Linked DNA regions of Mus musculus: region 2 is linked to region 1. Evidence: chromatin contacts called from public Hi-C data. All regions are on one chromosome and are shown on one strand. Each heading gives the region's core, a stretch centred on a gene start, on an enhancer-like site or on the middle of the called end of the contact. The rest is flanking DNA. Distances are from core to core; before and after follow the strand shown.

Region 1 (4,268 bases), core at 849-3,348:
GGCGGTCCGCAGGCTGTGCTAAGCTCCCACCTCGCGCCTTGCACCGCGCCTGCGCCGCCGCCTGGGTCTCGAAGTCTCGCGAGAGCAGGAAGCACTTGTGGCCAAGGCGCAGGCCCTTCAGGCAGCCTGTGTGTAGGGTGAGGCGGAGTCAGAACGTTGCGGGTAGGAGGGGGCGAGGCCAAAGCTAGGCCTTTAGGTGATCAATGAGGTGGAACCAAGGTTGCAGGAGGGGAGAGAGGGCGGGTCCGGTAGGTAGAGGGAGGAGCCTGAGCCGTCGAGCGGTGCCTGGGGTGGAGGACGGGGCCAGGTGAAGGAGGGTCATAAGAAGGATGGCCAATGAGGTGGTGGCAGGCTTACTGAAGGCGGGGCCAAAGAGCTAAGGCCCGGAAACCAATGAAGCAGAGCCAGGACTGCAGGGGGCGGTTTTATAGCGACGGGGGCTAAAAAGAGGCGGAGTCAAAGTTAGAACCGCGGTGACCAGTGAAGCCAAGACGGGAGTGCTGGGGGCGTGGTTAAAAGGAGACAAACCCTTCAGGGGTGGAAAACCATCAGGAGGAGCCAAAGCGCTGAGGACAGAGGAGGCGTGGATAGTAGGAGGGATTAGAACTTCTGTGACCAGTGAGGCCTGGCCAGGCTGTCAGGGGCAGGGCCAATGCTTTGGAGGGTTGAAAAGGGTGGGGCCAAGGGGAGCCTCGTTAGAGCAGTAGTGTGTTAGTGAAGTGGAGCCAGGGCCTTCGGGGGCGTGGCCAGGGTGTAGGCGGTTCCAGACTATGGGTGGGGCTTTCAGGGTGTGGCACAGGTTGGAGCAAGAAAAGTCTCACCCACCTCACAATCCATCTCTAGATGTGCCAGCACCTCCCAGTTCTATGTGGACCCTCTGGTATCCTGATACCCGTTTTCTCCAGGTCTTCAGACCTCCATGGGTCTCCTCCTCCCACCTAGGCCCTCTTTGTGCTGCTGAGACTCACCCTCCAAGCGGCCGTGCTCCTGCTCAGCACGGTCCTGGACCTCCTTCAGGGCTTGCACTGAGTCGCGGGTGTCACTCGCAGCATCCCGCAGCTGCCGCAGCCCCTGGGTCAGCTCAACCACACGGGTGTCCAAAACGTGCAGACGGACGTGCAATTGGTGTAGGCCTGCATCGAGGCTGGCCAAGCGGCCCACTGTGAAAAGACAGAAGGCACAACTAGAGGCACAATTAAGGGCTCTAAGGACATGGAGGGCACGGCCCTCAGACTCCCAAAAGCGGATTGGATGAGGCGATCTGTGGGATGTGTGACCATGTCTATGAAGTTCAGTGGGTTAAACTCTTGACAGGCAGACACATCTGGGGACCTTGGGCCCCTTTGATGTGTCTGGCCTCCGAGTTGGGTCAGTGCTTGACAGACAGGCCACCCTGGCTTCTGAATACTCACAGATGTAAGTGACAGTGTCCTCTGGTGTGGGAGAAGGGCTGGGGAAAGGGTTGGGACTAGAAGAAGGTGCTGTGGTGATTTCCTCTTCCTCTTCTTCCCCTTGAGTCTCTGTGGTCTCCCAGACCTCTTTGTCTTCAGGGTTTTCAGCAAGATTATCCTCATTTCCCACCCCAGTGGGCAGCCCTAGGGCCTCCTGGAGATTCTGGGTCAGAGAATGCATGTCAGTTTCCTTCCCGCCTACCCTCTCAGCTCTTTTCTGAACCCATTGTTCCATCTAAACCCCCTTACTTTTCTTTACCCATCTGAACACTTCATCTCAAGCCCACAGTGCCCCTCCAACACTCACCTTCAACATCTGTGACTCCCGCTCTCTCTCCTCCTCCAGGGCACCTCCCCAGCCTCCCTCCCACTCCCTCCCAGGACCTCGGGCTCCATGACCAAAACTCAAAAGCTGAGGGACCACTAGGGCCCCCAAGAGCCAGGCTGCCTGCATCCAGCTGGGCTTCCCAGCACCCAAATAGTAGAGAGGTCAGAATGCCAGGGGTAGGACTGCTGTATAGACCTAGCAAGTGTCCCAGTCTGGTGGGCAGCTCACAAGCCCCTTGGACCTTCTTTCTGCCAGGCTTTCTCTTCTGCCTTCCCTCCTGATCTGCTCTGTCTCAACTTTTGATCTCCTCAGCTTCTCTTGGTGAGTCTCCCCGCCCCTATTGGCTTCCAGGAGGCTCTGCCTCTGTGGCCGGAAACCTCCAACGTTCCAAAGCCTGATCCCGCCTTGGGTCTACCCACACCCACCCCTTGCCACTTTCCAGACCTCTGCTTCTGCCCTCTTTCCTCCCTTTTGCAAGTACAAGCACTTATATGGATAAAAGGAAGATGGGGAAAGTTTTCCAGGGCATCCTTGGTACTGGTAGGCCTCAGCCTTGGTCCAGGAGTCTTCTCAGAACAAAGCAGGCTATGATAGGATGCCAGCTTTGGACTGTTCACTTCTCTCTGTCTTGGCCATTCCTGAGGAGGGGGCACACTGCAGAGAGTATGCTAAGGTTGCTATTATCCTGTGGTCACCGCTGACCACACAGCCTAATGAAGGGGACTCTTCTAACATTCTCAGGCTCCGGGGCTCTCCCATCCTCTACCCAGATGGCCTGTCCTGGCCCTACCAGCCCTTGTATGTGGTGCCTGCTTGTGGGGATATGTGTGAACAGCATGCATGTGTGCTGCTTAAAAGGTGTAACTACAAGATTCTCCTGCAGGCCAGGCCCTGAGCAGGTTGATGCTGGGGTGGGAGGGGTGGTAGTGAGCCCAGTGGTTCCCCCATCAAGGGAGGAGAAGGGTTGACAGTCAGAGCAGGTATCTCCAGTATGTATACTAACCAAGCACTGGCCGTGAGTAGAGAACCCTCTGCAAGCTGCCTTATCCCAGCCTAGACCACTGCAGTGGCCTCCCCTTACTCTCCCTCCTTCTACAGAGCCCCTCCAATCTGGGCTGCTTGCCTGCCGCAGCCAGAGCAATCCTTCCAAACCATAAATCAGATCACATTACTCCCCACGCCCCTGCCTCCTCACCTTCCCATCAGAAGCAGGAGAGAAGCCAAACCGCGGTCTCCTCGGTCCTCAGTGCAGCCTGCAGGGCTGGGGCCTGGGAGAGAACCGTTTTTTCTGCAGTCTCACCTCATCTCCCCTCACCCTCCATCACCACTCTGTCCTTCCTAGCCTTTTCCTCCTTCTGCAAACTCTTCCCTCAGCTCTTTCTCATTACTGAAGCCTCAGCTCTGCCCACCATGTGAGATGCTTTCTCAAAATGCCCCCTTTTCTTCTAGGTATGGTCCAACCAGTATGGGCTTGTTTATTTACATCTGTCTCTTGCAGACCAAGGCATAGATTTTGGGGCTACTTCTGTATCCCCAAATCAAAGCAGGACTTCCTAGCACCTAGTTGGTACTCAGTTAAACTGATGAATAAGACCAATGTTACAGCAGCTTGGTAAAAGGCCTTAAAAATCAGACTTTTGTGTTTAGGTTGCACCGGAGTTCTCAAGGTGTCTGCCTGAGTGCAGGCGCTGAGGGCAGTGGAAGGTTCCAATGCCAGGAGAGTAGATGGCCATGCCTTACCCACACCATGCCAGGCTCATGAGTCCTGCAGAGCTTTAGTCCCGCAGGTCCTGCCAATTCATGAGCCAAAGATCTAGGGGCCCAGGGTTTGCAAGGAAAAAGCAAAGAAGCTCAGAGAGGAGACATGGCAGCCGTATGGAGGTCACAGGTGTGGCATCATGTACCAAGGCTGCTGGCTCCAAGCAGGTACCTCACATCTGCCCTCAGCTGCTGTGAGTCCCATGAGGGGCCTTGTAAAGGAACACACCAGTTTTCAAGAAAGCCTAGTACGCAGAGGGCAGAGTGACCTTGGGCAGCCAACTGATTCTCGGAGCCTCTCGGATGCTCATCTGTAGCACGGAGGTCTCTCTTCGGAAGCTGGAGACCTCCATATAATGCAGAGGGGCTTTGTAAACTGCAGAATGCCTCATAGCCGCTCAGTGTATGTACCAGCACCAGCAGCTGTTCTCCATGGGCGCAGCTGCTCGGCACCTGGGTGGGTGCATCAAGATGAGGGCCTCTCTAAGCTGGGTACCAACTCCAGTTTATCCCAGGATGCCCCAGAGAAGCTGCAGCTGAAGACAAACTCAGAAACTATCTAGAACAACCCTCTGTAGGAGCTGGTGTTCCCTAGTGGCCCTGGGGACGCTGCTGGGCAAAGTGGAAGTCATGGCTGAAGAGGGCTGAAATATGCTGAATGAATCTGCCTTCCTCTGTGAATGTACCAGGTAGGAGAAAGCTGACTACCTGCACACAATTAGCTTTGTGTG
Region 2 (4,255 bases), core at 1,391-3,890, 99 kb after region 1:
TTTCCCCCATCAAAACTCTGAAACCTCCCCAGCAAAAAAGAACACAGACAACCCAGCCAGCCCCAGCGGCCCACACCCGTTGCCCTAGCAGTCAGGTGATACAGACCAGAACAGAAGGGCAAGGTCAATCTCAGCTACATAGAATCTCCAAAGTCAGCCTGGGCCAACTGAGACAGGGCACAAAAGACAACACAACAGTAAACACTTAACTCAATTTACAAAGGAAGAAAAGGTCTCGACCTTTACTAAATATGGTACACAGATAGTTTTGCTGCCAATGACAAAATTCCTGATCAAACAAGGGAAGGGAGGTTTGTGTCGGTTCATGGTTACAAAGGTTCCAGTCAATCTTGATAGGGCAAAGCGGCTCATATCCGGAAGCCGGGAGCGCAGAGTGGATGAGTGCCTGTGTACCTATGATGTGTGTGACCCTGAATCCAGACCCACAGCTCACAGTCATCCAAAGGTGTGTTTTATGAATTTCCTAGGTGCGTCTGGGTCCAATCACGTTGACAATCAAGATCACACATCCATCCCTGTGGTGGGGGAACAGCTCAGTGCACGAAGCCCGCGATGCCCAAGCCTATGAACCAGAGCTCAGACGCAGCCTGAGTGCAGTCGAGTGCACCTGCGGTCTCACACGGCCAGGGAGGGAGAAGCAAGAAGATCCCACAAGCTCTCTGGCCAGCCAGTGTAGCTGAAATGTCAGGCTTCAGATTCAGTAAGAAACCCTGTCTTAAACAAACAAACAAAAACAGACAAGCAAAAAACAAAACAAAAAACCAAGGTGGAAAGCCAGCTGTGGTGGTACATATTTTAAGATTTATTTATCATATGTAAGTACACTGTAGCTGTCTTCAGACACTCCAGAAGAGGGCGTCAGATCTCATTATGGATGGTTGTGAGCCACCATGTGGTTGCTGGGATTTGAACTCAAGACCTTTGGAAGAGCAGTCAGTGCTCTTACCCGCTGAGCCATCTCACCAGCCCGGTACATATCTTTAATTCCAGCACTCCGGTGGCAGAGGCAGACACATATCTGTGAGTTCAAGGCCAGCCAGGGCTACGTAGAAAGACCCTGTCTCAAAAACAAAACAAAGCAGGGTAGAAGGCAATTGAAGAAGACACACAATGTCAAGCTCTGTCTTTCATGTACGTGCTGTGGCATGAAAACACACACACACACAATGTTAAACATGTTAAGTGCATAGAAATATGTCCAATATTGTATATCATCAGCAAATTTCAAATTTTAAAACAATAAACGCCATGCCCAAGGCAACTCTTATAAAGGGAAGCGTTTAACTAGGGGCAAGCATTTTTGAGGGCTAGTTCATTATCATCATGGTGACATTGCACTGGAGCAATAGCCAAGAGCTTTATATCCATAAACAACAGGCAGGGGGTGGGGGAAGGCCTCAAAGGCCAAACCCAGCGACATACCTCCTCCAACAAGGCCACACCTCCTACCCTTTCCCAAAGAGTTTATCAACTGGGGACAAAGCTTGCAAATCAATGGGCCATGGGGCCATTCTCACTCCAACCATCCCAGTCCCAAATCTAACACATCAGTATCACCAAATGCTTGCAAGGATACAAAGTGCCACAGGCACTCCTTTGCTGTGGGTGGGAACGCCAAGTCACAACCTGTTTTTGAAGATACTTTGACCTTTTTCTTACAAGAACTAAGTGCACTCATAGCATCTGGAGCCTCAATCCTGCTTCTTGGCATTAACCCAGAAGAGTTAAAAACATGTTAGAGTGTTTGTAACAGCTCTATTCATTATGACCAGGGCGGAGAGGCAACAGTAACAAAAAATGTATTAGCTACTCTACACTGCTGGGACAAAACTGGGGACCAAAGCAGTTGAAGGAAGGAAGGAAGGAAGGAAGGAAGGAAGGAAGGAAGGAAGGAAGGGAGGGAGGGAGGGAGGGTCCATTGTTACGGTTTGGGAATACAGCAAACCCTGGCAGGGAAGTCTGGGTGGTGGCAGCTTGGAACAGTGAGTCACCTAGATAACCCCTCCCGGGCATGGCTAGAGTCTTATTTCCTTGGTGATTCTAGATCCTGTCAAGATCATCCAACACAACACTATGTTAATGTGGTCTCACCAGTTGAAACAAATGTCTCCTATTGCTATGAGGATATTAATAATAGCGGAAGTTGGGGGGAGGTGTTGAGAGGCGAATGAAACTCTCTGTACTGTCTGTCACTAGACTTTTTTTTTCTAAAAGCTTACAATTGGTAATTTTAAAAATTTTTATTAATAGAAAAGAAAATCATAGATAACAACTGTTAGGCAAAACAAAGATAGGTGTCTAGACCTAGCTAAGGTGTCTACTCTGAGTGGGCACATTTGGTCACATGGTTATAAAAGATAACAATAATGCCATCTTTTGCATGTTTAAGGACTTGAGAACAGGTTCCTGACTTCCTGGACACACGGGTTTCTCCTTTCCGGTTATAGTCCGCAAAGCCTCTGGGTGCTAGCCAGAAGAGAGGGCGCCAATGGCCAGCGGATCTCTGATGATGCCATCAGTCACCAAGGTTTTAAGAGCCAGGCGTTCTTTGGTGTCCTCTAACCGGAGGCGCGGGAACTTGCGTGTAAGAAAGCCAGCCCAGTCAGCTGACTCAGGCCGAATTCCGGTGTCATGGCCGACGCTCCTCGCACTCCCTTGGAGACTCTAAGTCACACTGCCCTGCTCCCTAGAGGAGAGAGGAAAAGTACTGAAAGGAAGCAGCCAAATTCTTTGACATCCAATCAGAAGCAGGCATGAAGCCAAGAGTTGCCCAATCAGATTAGCGGAAATAGCGAAGGAGTCTCCTGGAAGCAGAGTTGCCATGACAACGCGAGTTTCTAGGGTTCTCTGCTTGCGCCTAGCGCTTGGCAACGCATGGCCACCTCCCTGATGAAATGCAGCCAATAAGAGGGACCCATTTTGTGACGTCAGTAGTTGCCAAGCCGGCTTGCAGAAGCACGCGAGCCGCCCCCTCCCCTCAGAAAAACATAGGTTGTTGCGCATGCGCCCATGCTCTCATGGGCTTGTTGGAGACAAAAGGCGGGAAAATGTGTGAGATGAGGAGTGACGTGAGAGGCCAGATAGGGACAGCCAGACCAACTACCCGACTGATTGGTGGCACTCTAAGAAAAGGCTCAGGAAAGTAGGTGGCCTTTTAAAAGTCCCATTGAGGGACAGAAGTACAGAGAGACCATAAGACACAGACTGAGAGAAACAGCTATTCAGGGTCACAGACCTCCCACATGCTCAGCTCACAGGAACCCAAGGCCTAAACTACAGCCAAGGAGAAGCAGGAGGTGACAGGGAGACAATGATAGCATCCGGGAAACATCAGAGGCCAGGAGATGGTGGTTGTACTGAGAAAGGTCAGATGGGGTTGTTAGGAAGATGGAAGGGACAGAGATAGAAGGATGGGTCAGAGTCAGATGGAGGGCCCTGAGGTAGGGTCTGAGGACAGGGTCAGGACAGAGACGAGAAAGGATGGAGTCAGACATGGTATTGATAGGAACAGAGAGGATAGAGTTAAAGGAAGCAGAGAAAGGAACGTGGTGGATGTGTTAGCACCAGACCTGGGACAGCTGAGACAAAGGTTCCCAGGCCAAGATAGAGACAAAGAGCTCTAGGAATAGTGTCCAAGGGAGCACACACAGACTGACAGAACAGACTAAGACCAAGGAGACAATGATAAAGGGGAAGGAGATAAATGAGCAGATATAGAGGAGACGGTGGCAGTCACAGAGACAGGGAAGACAGGCCAGAGGTGATAACGGTGTGGAGGACAGGAATAGAGAAGGTGGCCGTGATAAAAATGGGGGCCATGGTGACAGGCAGAGAGTGAGCAGGGAAAAGACAGGGAAGACGCTGGAGAGCCAAGACAATAGCTGAGGAGTGGGGCAAGACATGGGAGAGGGCAGCAAACTTGGAGAGAGAGACAGAGAAACAGAGACAGAGAGAGGTTGAGAAAAAGGGGAGAGGAAGGAGGAGAGAAGAGAGCAAGGGTGTGGGCAGAGTCAGCAGCAGGTAGCACCTGGTCTAAGAGGTGGGCAGACATCATTGGAAAGAACATGACCCAGGTACACCAGGAAAGATGGACACAAAGAGACGAGTCACAGAGAGGAGGACAATCAGAGAAGAAATGAGACGAGGGTGACAGACAAGAGCAAAATAGTGAGCAGAGAGCAGAGACCCTGGGAGAACAAAATGTGTGTGTGTGTGTGTGTGTGTGTGTGTGTGT

The links. Hi-C and Micro-C count contacts between places; a contact is called where the count stands out from the background.
Region 2: a Hi-C map of regulatory T cells shows a contact between it and region 1, with 4 times the contacts expected there. The contact joins the enhancer-like site here to the promoter of Clec11a in region 1. A contact is called at or near these places in 2 of 39 promoter capture datasets (3T3-L1-derived adipocytes and cranial neural crest), 5 of 484 Hi-C or Micro-C datasets (CD4 T cells, embryonic stem cells, muscle stem cells and 2 more), 2 of 115 datasets of contacts at active chromatin or transcription factors (embryonic stem cells and memory CD8 T cells) and 2 of 9 other capture datasets (adipose tissue and liver).

The regions. Positions count from the first base shown.
Region 1 is chr7:44,304,861-44,309,128 of GRCm38.p6, forward strand. Clec11a (C-type lectin domain family 11, member a) reads right to left here and starts at 2,099. Exons shown (of 4, transcript NM_009131.3): 1 at 1,759-2,099; 2 at 1,413-1,614; 3 at 969-1,160; 4 at 1-126. The coding sequence starts at 1,905. It also overlaps a transcript of Shank1 not described here.
Region 2 is chr7:44,403,026-44,407,280 of GRCm38.p6, forward strand. No RefSeq gene overlaps it. Among named protein-coding and RNA genes, the nearest start is that of Syt3, 21 kb to the left of the region's middle. Within about 2 kb of position 2,641, at least 262 of the 459 cell types and tissues checked have an H3K27ac peak or open chromatin away from gene starts, as enhancers often do. A contact at or near this core is called in adipose tissue, memory CD8 T cells and regulatory T cells, where this site is marked.